Regions from separate parts of the Mus musculus genome. Here region 1 is linked to region 2. A link is a contact called in public HiChIP or PLAC-seq data. All regions are on one chromosome and are shown on one strand. The core of a region is the stretch at or near the end of the contact, and the rest is flanking DNA. Distances in the headings are between cores, read along the strand shown. Region 1 overlaps Brdt (bromodomain, testis-specific). Region 2 has its middle 23 kb from the start of Gm33327.

Evidence for each region. HiChIP or PLAC-seq counts read pairs in DNA pulled down with a chosen protein or histone mark.
Region 1: a contact with region 2 is called in an H3K4me3 HiChIP or PLAC-seq map of embryonic basal ganglia, with 4 times the contacts expected there. The contact joins two enhancer-like sites. A contact is called at or near these places in 1 of 484 Hi-C or Micro-C datasets (bone marrow-derived macrophages) and 4 of 115 datasets of contacts at active chromatin or transcription factors (double positive thymocytes, embryonic basal ganglia, fetal liver and 1 more).

The regions. Positions count from the first base shown.
Region 1 is chr5:107,357,707-107,362,446 of GRCm38.p6, reverse strand. It overlaps Brdt (bromodomain, testis-specific), which reads right to left. Exons shown (of 19, transcript NM_054054.2): 9 at 4,512-4,700; 10 at 3,438-3,610; 11 at 2,974-3,254; 12 at 2,742-2,867; 13 at 2,460-2,675. Among named protein-coding and RNA genes, the nearest start is that of Brdt, 29 kb to the right of the region's middle. Within about 2 kb of position 2,911, at least 306 of the 459 cell types and tissues checked have an H3K27ac peak or open chromatin away from gene starts, as enhancers often do. A contact at or near this core is called in double positive thymocytes, embryonic basal ganglia and memory CD8 T cells, where this site is marked.
Region 2 is chr5:106,822,964-106,827,614 of GRCm38.p6, reverse strand. No RefSeq gene overlaps it. Among named protein-coding and RNA genes, the nearest start is that of Gm33327, 23 kb to the right of the region's middle. Within about 2 kb of position 2,139, at least 126 of the 459 cell types and tissues checked have an H3K27ac peak or open chromatin away from gene starts, as enhancers often do. A contact at or near this core is called in double positive thymocytes, embryonic basal ganglia and memory CD8 T cells, where this site is marked.

The DNA of each region.
Region 1 (4,740 bases), core at 1,662-4,161, 530 kb before region 2:
CTAAAAAGTATTAAAAGATCCTATACTTAATTTGCTTATTGGAAGCATAGATGTATTTTTTCCATTTTAGACTTTGCAATTTATAATACACTTAAACAGTGTTTCCCTCTGTCTATAAAGATATAGATGGTATGTTCAAAAATTAAAATTTCAAGAATAAATGACAAGACAGATGTAGCAACAGATGCCTGTGATTCCAGCACTCAGGAGGCTGTGAGAGAAAGAACAGGACTTTAAGTCTATCCGTGGCTACACAGTGAGACTCCATCTCAAACAACAGTAAAAGACAATTTCAGTGCCCACAGTGAAGACAAACTGATCTCAGTGTAATAAATCACAAACTATTCATAAGATGGTTAACTTGAATAAATAGATAGATAAATAAATAAATGAAGCGAGCTGAGGAATACCTGCAGCTTGATGGTTAAACTGATTTCCTGGTATGTAAGACCTTGGGTTCACTCTCCAGTGCCAGGAAAGGGAATAAAATTTGTTGCTTTTATTTTAACATTATATATTTTTAAAAGCGTCTAAATCAGTCTACATGTGTGGGCCTATGATCTACTGCTTGAGGCCATGAATGCAATGGATATTTTTCCAATACTGTTCTATGCTCAGAAGTCAAATATAAGAAATATTTTATAATAAGAGCTGCACATGACTTTAAAATGTATTAGAATGACAAATCCTAACCACAGCAAAACTTCTGTTGAACTTTACTAAATTGTTCTGCAAGTTCAAGGATGGCTTAGGCTTCAGTGCAAGCTCCAGCCCAGCCCAGCCCAGGACACTCCCTGAGGACACAGCTTGGTGCTGCAGTGCTTGCTCACCTTGTGTGCATGCACAGGTGCCTTAGTCCCACCACCACACAACAGAAGCAAAGCTCTCTGGAAAACATGCCACCAACCATGAATGCTGATCAGCAGATACAAACTCAGCAATGTTTTAGGATTAGAATTCTGAGTTTGAGCTGTTCTGTTAAAGTTAGAAACCAAGTTTCTGTACCATTTTAAGAACATATAGATGATGATAAACATTTTCTTCTCTTCAAGTAATATACTAGAATATCATATCAAGTAATATCTAGAATATCATATCAAGAGTTTTGTGTGGTATAGCACACCTGCTGGGAGGCAGAAGCAGGAGGATTGCTGAGTTCAAATCCACTCTGGCCTACAAAGTGAAGTCTGGCTACACAGTAAGCAAAGACAGGAAGGGAAGGAGAGAGGGAGGGAGGGAGGGAGTGAGGGAGGGAGGGAGGGAGGAAGGAAAGAAGGAATTCTAAATACTAAGGCGCTATACCAAAAAACTCTATGCAGTATTTTTTTCTAACTTTCAAAGCATTTATTGAATATTTAAGTTAAATAATTCAAATTAATAGTCATAGTTTTATCCCACAAATAAAAGACAAGGTGCTGTAACTTATTAGGCCACAAATGCTTTATTAGATAAAATTACAATTAATTACAATTTAAAATACTAAATGCAACTTAGATTTTTCCAGTATTGTTTTATGCTTAAAAGTCAAATATAAGAAATACTTTGTAATAAGAACTCTAAAATGAGTTTTAATGTAATGTATTAAAATAACAAATTCTAACCAAAGTAAAAATTCTTTTAAATTTTACAAAATTGTTCCCCTCTATATACTCAGAAATGTGAAAACCAAATCAGCGACTAGCTCTACAAAAAATAAATGAATCAAAACCAAAGGAAAACAGAATCGCTGCCAGCCAGCAGACCCTGACTGTCAACTGCAATTCTTTACGCTGGAGTTTCTGTGAGGTTCTTTTTAATTAAAAAGAACTGAACCTCACAAGAAACATCCCATTAACAATAAAGCACATTTTAGGGAAGAAAGCGCCCTGGGTTCTGCATTTGCTGCTTGGTTAAAATGGAACACCATTGGTGGGGTGGACAGTGATCACATGGCAGCTGTCCAACTAGTAATAGAAAACATGAGTGGCCTGGCTTAATACAACTGACAAACTGCACAAGAAAATGTGGTACTTCCATCTTTTTCTATAGATGATAGGTAATAATATGTAGTTAAAAAACATAAATTAAAAAAAAAAAAAAACTCTCTACAAATTTTGGGGTGAGTGGCTTCTTAATTCAAAGCGACAGTTCAACTCAGAAAGCAGTGTCCAAACAGGACACACTTCACATCGGAGTGACCCAAAGTACAATGGGAACACACTGAGGCCTCCCAAATAATGTTTTCATTAAGAAGTGAAAGCAGCACCCGCAGTTTTTCAATCTCGTACATTTCCTTAGGAGACCTCCCATCAGGCCCAAGTCACATCCTTTCCTTCTTTTATGGAAAGAGTAAGGATTTTATTAAGGATGTTGGCATCCAAAGCATAGGTCCTCCTCTACACATTCTCCGGACGCTACAGGAAAGGCCACCCCCCCACCCCCACCCCCACCACCGCAGCGGTGCCTACGAGCCAGCTAACCTGGTTCAGAATCGCTGCTGTCGGAGGAGCTCGAGTCGCTGCTGCTGCTCGCGGACCCCGAGGAGCTGCTGCTGCTGCTGCTGCCGCTGCTGCTGCTGCTGCTGCCGCTGCCGCTGCCGCTGCTGCTGCTGCTGTCGGTCAGGCGAGACCCACTGGCCAGCTCCGGGGGAGGCGGCGGGGGCGGGGGCGGGGGCGGGGGCGGGGGCGGCTTCTCCACTGCAAAACAGGGAGCGTTAACAGCGGTCATGGCTCACGGGTGGGCGCGGAGAAACCGCCACCTACCTTTTGCTGGACGTTTCGTTTGCCGTTTCCTACAATTCAGCTGATTGTTGACGTCCAGCAACCGCCTCTCCAGCTCCAGCTTTTTTTCAGAATGGAGCTCCTCCTTAGACCTGACAACCTTCTTTGCTGTGAGAGGAGGAGCAACCGTGAGTGCGGGGAGGGGCCTGGAGGTGGGGCGTGGCCTAGAGGCAAGATGGGGCGGGACCTAGGGATGGGGCTGGGCCTGGCCTACCTTGGGGCTTCAGCGACCTCTTCCTCAGACAGGCCAGGACATACTTCTCCAGTTCTCTAAGTGTGGATGCCTTCAGGGTCTCAAAGTCGATCTCGATCTCGTCCGGGTTGGAGTTTCTCAGGGAAGGCTCCCTTGACTGTATTATGTGAACTATTCGACCAAGCTTGTCTCCAGGCAGTTTGTTTATGTCCAAGCTCAGCTGCCTTTTCTCATCGTAGTTCATAGGCTTCGCATTGTCTTCCTCTTCCGATTTCAAAAGCGGCTTCTTCTTCTTTGGTTGACTGTAACAAAATTATATATTGGTTTCATATTTTTAAAACATTTTTGTTGGTGTGGGAATTTCATACAATGTACCCACATCACACAGGCATTCAGTTCATCTTGATCCAGGCCCTCACATAGGCTAACTGTGTGGTCCTTCACTGAGCCTGCCTCCTGGGCAGTCACTCACTGAACATGCTTACTTGATTTTGGCCTTCTCCTTTTGCTTCATTTGCTTAGGCTTTTTCCTTGGGTTTTCATCTCTGTTATTAACCTTTTTCCTTTTTGGCGCCCTTTTGGACTTCTCATTCTTTTTCTTCAGCTTACGTAATGGAACTTGGGACAGAACTTGCAGCTGCTGATGAACAGCATTAAGCTGGGAAAGGAAAAAATAAAAGCCTTTAAACATTTATGTCTCTAAAGCACTAAAGATACTAGAAAAACATGGTACTCCAAAGTCATGCCACCCTTTGTGAAATTCATGTCATGTTCTACTTCCTTCAGGATTTTGCTTCATTTTGGAATTTCAGTGTTTTGAAGGGTATATAAATAAATAAATAATAAACAAACTGTATAGTATAACATAGTATAGTAATAAAAACACTACAGCCCAACATTTCTCAGTATTAAAGTTTCTTTCAAAAGATATATATATCTTACAGGTGGTTGTAAGTAGCCTGGTACACATGCTAAGAACTGAACTCAGGTGCTCTGGAAGACCAGCCAGTGCCAATAACTGCTGAGCCATCTCTCCAGCCCTAGTCTTCAGATATGACCTCAGTAAAAGTTACTATTTTATCACAGAAAGTAGCAAGTGATCTCATTCTAAAATATTCCACATTATACCAAAAATCACTTCAGTAAGAATCAACTACTCAGACTATAAATGCAAATAGCAGAATTGTAAATAATTCCCAGGCATCATGGTGCACACCAACAATCCCAGCACTTGAAAGGCAGAGGCAGAAGGAGCAGAAGTTTATGACAAGCCGGGTACATGAGACCATTTCAAAGAGGAGGAGGAGGAGGAAGAGGAGGAGGAAGAGGAATAAAATGTGGTGGTAGTGGCTCTAGAACTATAGTATACAGATATTTGAGTAGGAAATTTTGAACATGGCAAATATGCCAAAAACTAACTAAAGCTATAGACATTAGGTGATGCAACTAAAGCTATAGATGGCATTAGGTGATCTAAACATAACAGCTGTGACTCTGCAAGCAGTGCACCACTGACTAGCCGCTTGGGAACCATCAACACTTGCGTCATATACGGCCACCTGCTCCTGAAGCTTGGCAAGATGCTGCACTCGTTCATCCTCAGAGTCTTCAGAAGAGGCGTCCCCCGAGGAGGCCTCGCTGCTGCTTTCTCTGCTGAGGGCTTGTGCACTGTTTGTTGTAAGGTGGCATGCATGCATACTCTCAATAGGTTCATCGGGAATCTTGGCAAAATGTAGTTCAAAAACATCCTATAATGCAAAATTAACCTGTTCACATTTTTTGGTTTAT
Region 2 (4,651 bases), core at 890-3,389:
ACAGCAGCCACAGCTCATGCCGTCACTACTGGGCTTCGTGGCTGAGGTTGGGTAGGTGGATTCATCCATGAGTGTTTGGTGAGCTGCTGCAGGGTGTGGATGGATCAAGGAATAACCACAGCACCAGTGAAGACCATAGGGAAGATGTAACCATGGCTACCAGTGAAGACGTAGCCATGGCTGCCAGATCTCTGCAGCCATCCACTTAGGACAAGGTTGGAAGAAATTTCTTTCATTAAATATCTCAAATAGGGAGTGCGTGGACAGTAGACATGGGTTCAATTCCCAGGACCAACATGGTGGCTCAGGACCATTTGTAACTCCAGTCCCTGAGTATCTATCCACACCTCCATGATGCATATGTATATAATTAAAAATAGAAAGATGGGATATATTACTATTAGAGACTTAGTATTTTAGATCTGTTAAATATTTTATATGTGACCCAGCTAGTTTTGTGTCAAACTGACACAAACTAAAGTCATCTGAAAGGAGGGAACCACAATGGAGAAAATGCCTCCATAAGATCCAGTTGTGAGATATTTTCTTAATTAGTGATTGATGGGGGAGGCCAGCCTGGTGCTGGGTTCTATGAGAAAACAAGCTAAGCAAGCCATGAGGAGGGAGGGAACCAGGAGGCAGCACCTTCCATGGCCTGTGGGTCAGCTCCAGCCTCTGGATTCCTGCCATTTGAGCTCCTGTCCTGACTTCTTCCTTCAGTGATGAACAGATGTGGAACTGTAAGCCAAATAAACCCTTCCATCCCCAGCTTGCTTTTACTCACAGTTCCACTGCAGCAATAGAAACTCTAGGACAATTCTTGTATTATGAAGAGGCAGGACAGGTGCAGTCTGTTTTCAAATTAAAGAAACCAAGGTCGGGAGACATAAGACAAGAATGTCCTGGATTCCTCCCTGTCTATGAGGCCAGGCAGACTTCTAAGTTCCCTTAAGGAGGGAGGGAGGGAGGGAGGGAGGGAAAGAGAGAGAGAGAGAGAGAGAGAGAGAGAGAGAGAGAGAGAGAGAGAGAGAGAGAGAGAGAGAGAGAGAGAGACTGTCTGTTTTCAAATTAAAGAAACCAAGGTCGGGAGACATAAGACAAGAATGTCCTGGATTCCTCCCTGTCTATGAGGCCAGGCAGACTTCTAAGTTCCCTTAAGGAGGGAGGGAGGGGGGAGGAAGGGAGAGAGACAGAGAGAGAGACAGAGAGAGAGAGAGAGACTGACTTTTATGCTTTTTGCAATTATAAATACCTCTGATCAGTCGACGTGGCAGGCTGTTTGTCTCCCTGCCAGGCTGGTGACAATGTAATGATAGTATTGTTAACCAGTGTCTTCAGTGATCGTCCACATTTGTCAGACTGTAGAACCGCCTCTGCTGAGCCAGGTGCTTACACACTGGAAGTAAAGCTCAGAAGCAGCCTGCTACCTGGACAAGAAGTCACTATTACTAAACCAGCAGCTGGTGCCTTAGAAACAAAAGCGAATGACCCTGTGTCCAGTCACTGTCGTTCATGTGACATCTCAGGGTCGCTGTGCATCTAACAGCGGAAGACAGTGCCTATCTTTTACCATTTTTAAGAAACATGTCCTAAATCTTAAACAGGAAACGAGATGTTTCTGGTGACTCGGAAGTACAAGCATGGTTGGTTGTGAGGAGGTTTGGTAGAAAAAAGTAGAATTTGAAGCCTGTGTGCCCCAAGTCCGCATAATCATTTCTTCTTTCTTTAGTTGGGTTTGGGGTAGGGGTGGGGCTGGGGGACTGGTGTGGGCTCTGTAGAGAGTGCTTATTCACCTGCATAGCCCCTGGGTTCAGTCTCCTGTGCCACAAATGAAGACTGGAAAGGGGGAACCTACATGCTGAGCACGGCACACTGTTTGGTTGGACAATCAAGGAAACCAATGTTCCGCATACAGGGCTTACAGTTTCGCGGAGAGAAACTCTCTGCTCCCGAGGGCAGATGCCCCCACCCCTTGGCTCTCCCGCTGGGGCTTCCCAACTGGACTCTTCCAACCCCTCGCTGGAGGCTTGGACAGCGGCTGGTCGTGGAGTGCGGACTGAGTTACCGCTCTCACCACAAGACAAACATTTGCCATCCGCGGAGGCCGGAAGGGGAGGTTGTGACGATCTTGTTTCTTGGCAACTGAGAACCATCCTGTTAGAGGTGGCCAGTCTGCTTTCAAAACAAAAAGGAGCCTGTAACTGTAAAGGGCTACCGGGCTCCCGCTCCCCCACCCACTTAGAAGCAAAACCTATTTATGAGGCTTTATTAAGTGCAAATAAGTCCCTCGGCTTCAGCTGGGACTCCGCAGCTGCTGAGGATGCGGCCATTTGCATATAAATGACATGATTTCGGCTCAGAGAAGAATATCAAAAAATATACATGTCGACAATGGAATCTTGATAGATTCACACATATTAAGGTCAGATGTTGTAATTTTTAAGGCTGCTGCATGCTGATGGCTGAATCTTATCACACGTTCAATTCTGTTTGAGTTATATTAGGTTTATCTTCTATGAAATGGAGGATTTTTATTGTGAATTAATTAAGCTACTTTTTCCTCCCTAAAGATGAGAACATTTAGGTCAATAAGCTAAATGCTCTACAAATGCATAGGCTGTGTGATAGCCAAAGTTACCGACGCCAAACTTGGTTTTCGTCCTAGCTAACAGAGGGCTGTGTGCCCAGGTGCTCACAGAAGGGAGCACGGAGACTTCCTTCATGTCAGTGTGTCTGCTGCAAGAGTAGCTGCCCTTTGAATCACCGAGGAAATTTTCTTATTCTTTTTACATGTATGCACACACTCCCACATGTGTGCATGCACAGACATGTATACATACATAGGACCAAAGGACACTGAGTGTCATTCCCTATCAGCTTTCCACCATTTCTTTGTTTAAATGATTTTATTTATTTTTGTGTGCATTGTTGGTTCTCTTGCTCGTGTGTCTGTGTGAAGTTGTCAGATCTCCCGGAGTTGGAGTTACAGACAGCTGTGAGCTGCCATGTGGGTGCTGGGAATTGAACCCTGGTTCTCTGGCAGAGCAGCCAGTGCTCTTCACTGCTAAGCCATCTCTCCAGTCCTCTTTGTTTAAATGTGAACGATTGGCTTCTAACTTCCCCAGAACTTACCAACTAAGTTAGGTTGGATGGCCACCAGGCCCCAGGGGTTCGCTGTTAACATGTCTTCAGTGCCAGGATTATAAGTGAGAGTCTTCATTCCTGGGCTGTTTTGTTTGTTTCAGTTTTTAATTTAAAAATTTAGATAACTTTCCTCCATTCCCTTTTTTTCTCCCCTCCCCCCATGCCTTTATTTCTCCCCCCAAATTCCTGGACTCCTCTTCCCTAATGGTTATATGCAAATACATATATATATATATAAATATATAAATACAGCCAGCTGAACCCATTCATTGTTGCATGTACATGATTTCAGGGCTGACCACTTGCTACTGAAAAATCAATTTAGGGGCTCCCCTGTGGGAAAGACTACAAGACTCCCAAAACAAAGCAATAAAGGCTATTGCTATTGTCTTTTGTTGCCTCCCAGAGGTTGAAGGTAAGTCCCCATTGCTGAAGACACCACACACTTCAGACCTAGAACTCAAAGGATATGAGCTGGAACAAGTGTGGAAGCCTTCTGTGAGGGCTTCTGTGAGAAGGTTCTAGAATTGCCACGACCTGTAATCTCCCAGGCTAACAGGGGAGCTAAGCAAGCAATAGTACTGCCCACCTGTGGTGCCTATGCACCAAGCAATGAACAGATGGCAATGTATCCCTGATGGTGCAACTGTAGCACTCACGTCTTCCTGGTAACCAGCAGTGGTCCAACCAGACTTGAGGTCTGCTCAACAGGAGGGAAGTTATGCCTGTACTTTAAACTGAGCCAATTACCCAGGGCTAGGATCTTAGAGGAGACCCTCCTACTAATACTTTACTCAATTTCTAACTGCACTCACATACTTATCCCTGCTCACATACTTACCCCTACTCACAGGCTTACTCATCCCTACTCACACACTTACTTATCCATAGGTAAGTGTAGCCCCCAACCCTTACCAAAGAAGCTTCTCTTTGCAATAGACTGCTACATAAAACCACAATTGGCCAAAATGTGGAAAACAACTGCTTGTGGATTTTATCGGCAGCACAATTCCTACATTCAAGGCTCAGAGAGCATCTTGGAAGAAGGCAAGAAAGACTCAGAGCCAGGGGCCCAGGAAATCTACTGTAAAATTGTGTCTCTTAGCAATGACAGGGAAGCTTCACCTGTGATACCTCAGCAGCATGGCTGCCTAAAAACAACCTGAACAAGAACAGCACCGTAGGCGAACAAGCAGCAGATGTGCCAACATGTAAGGGGGAAATCTCGCGGGACTCTTCCTGCAGACAATGGGGATGCAGAGGTTCTCCTGGCTTTTTACATTATTCTTTTAAATCTTATTTATTTTATGTATATGAGTATCTATACACTGTAGCTATCTTCAGACACACCAGAAGAGGGCGTCAGATCTCATTACAGATGGTTGTGAGCCACCATGTGGTTGCTGGGATTTGAACTCAGGACCTCTCTGGAAGAGCAGTCAATGCTCTTAACCACTGAGCCATCTCTCCAGCCACAGCTTTTTAAATTTTAAGTTGTCCCTGCAGT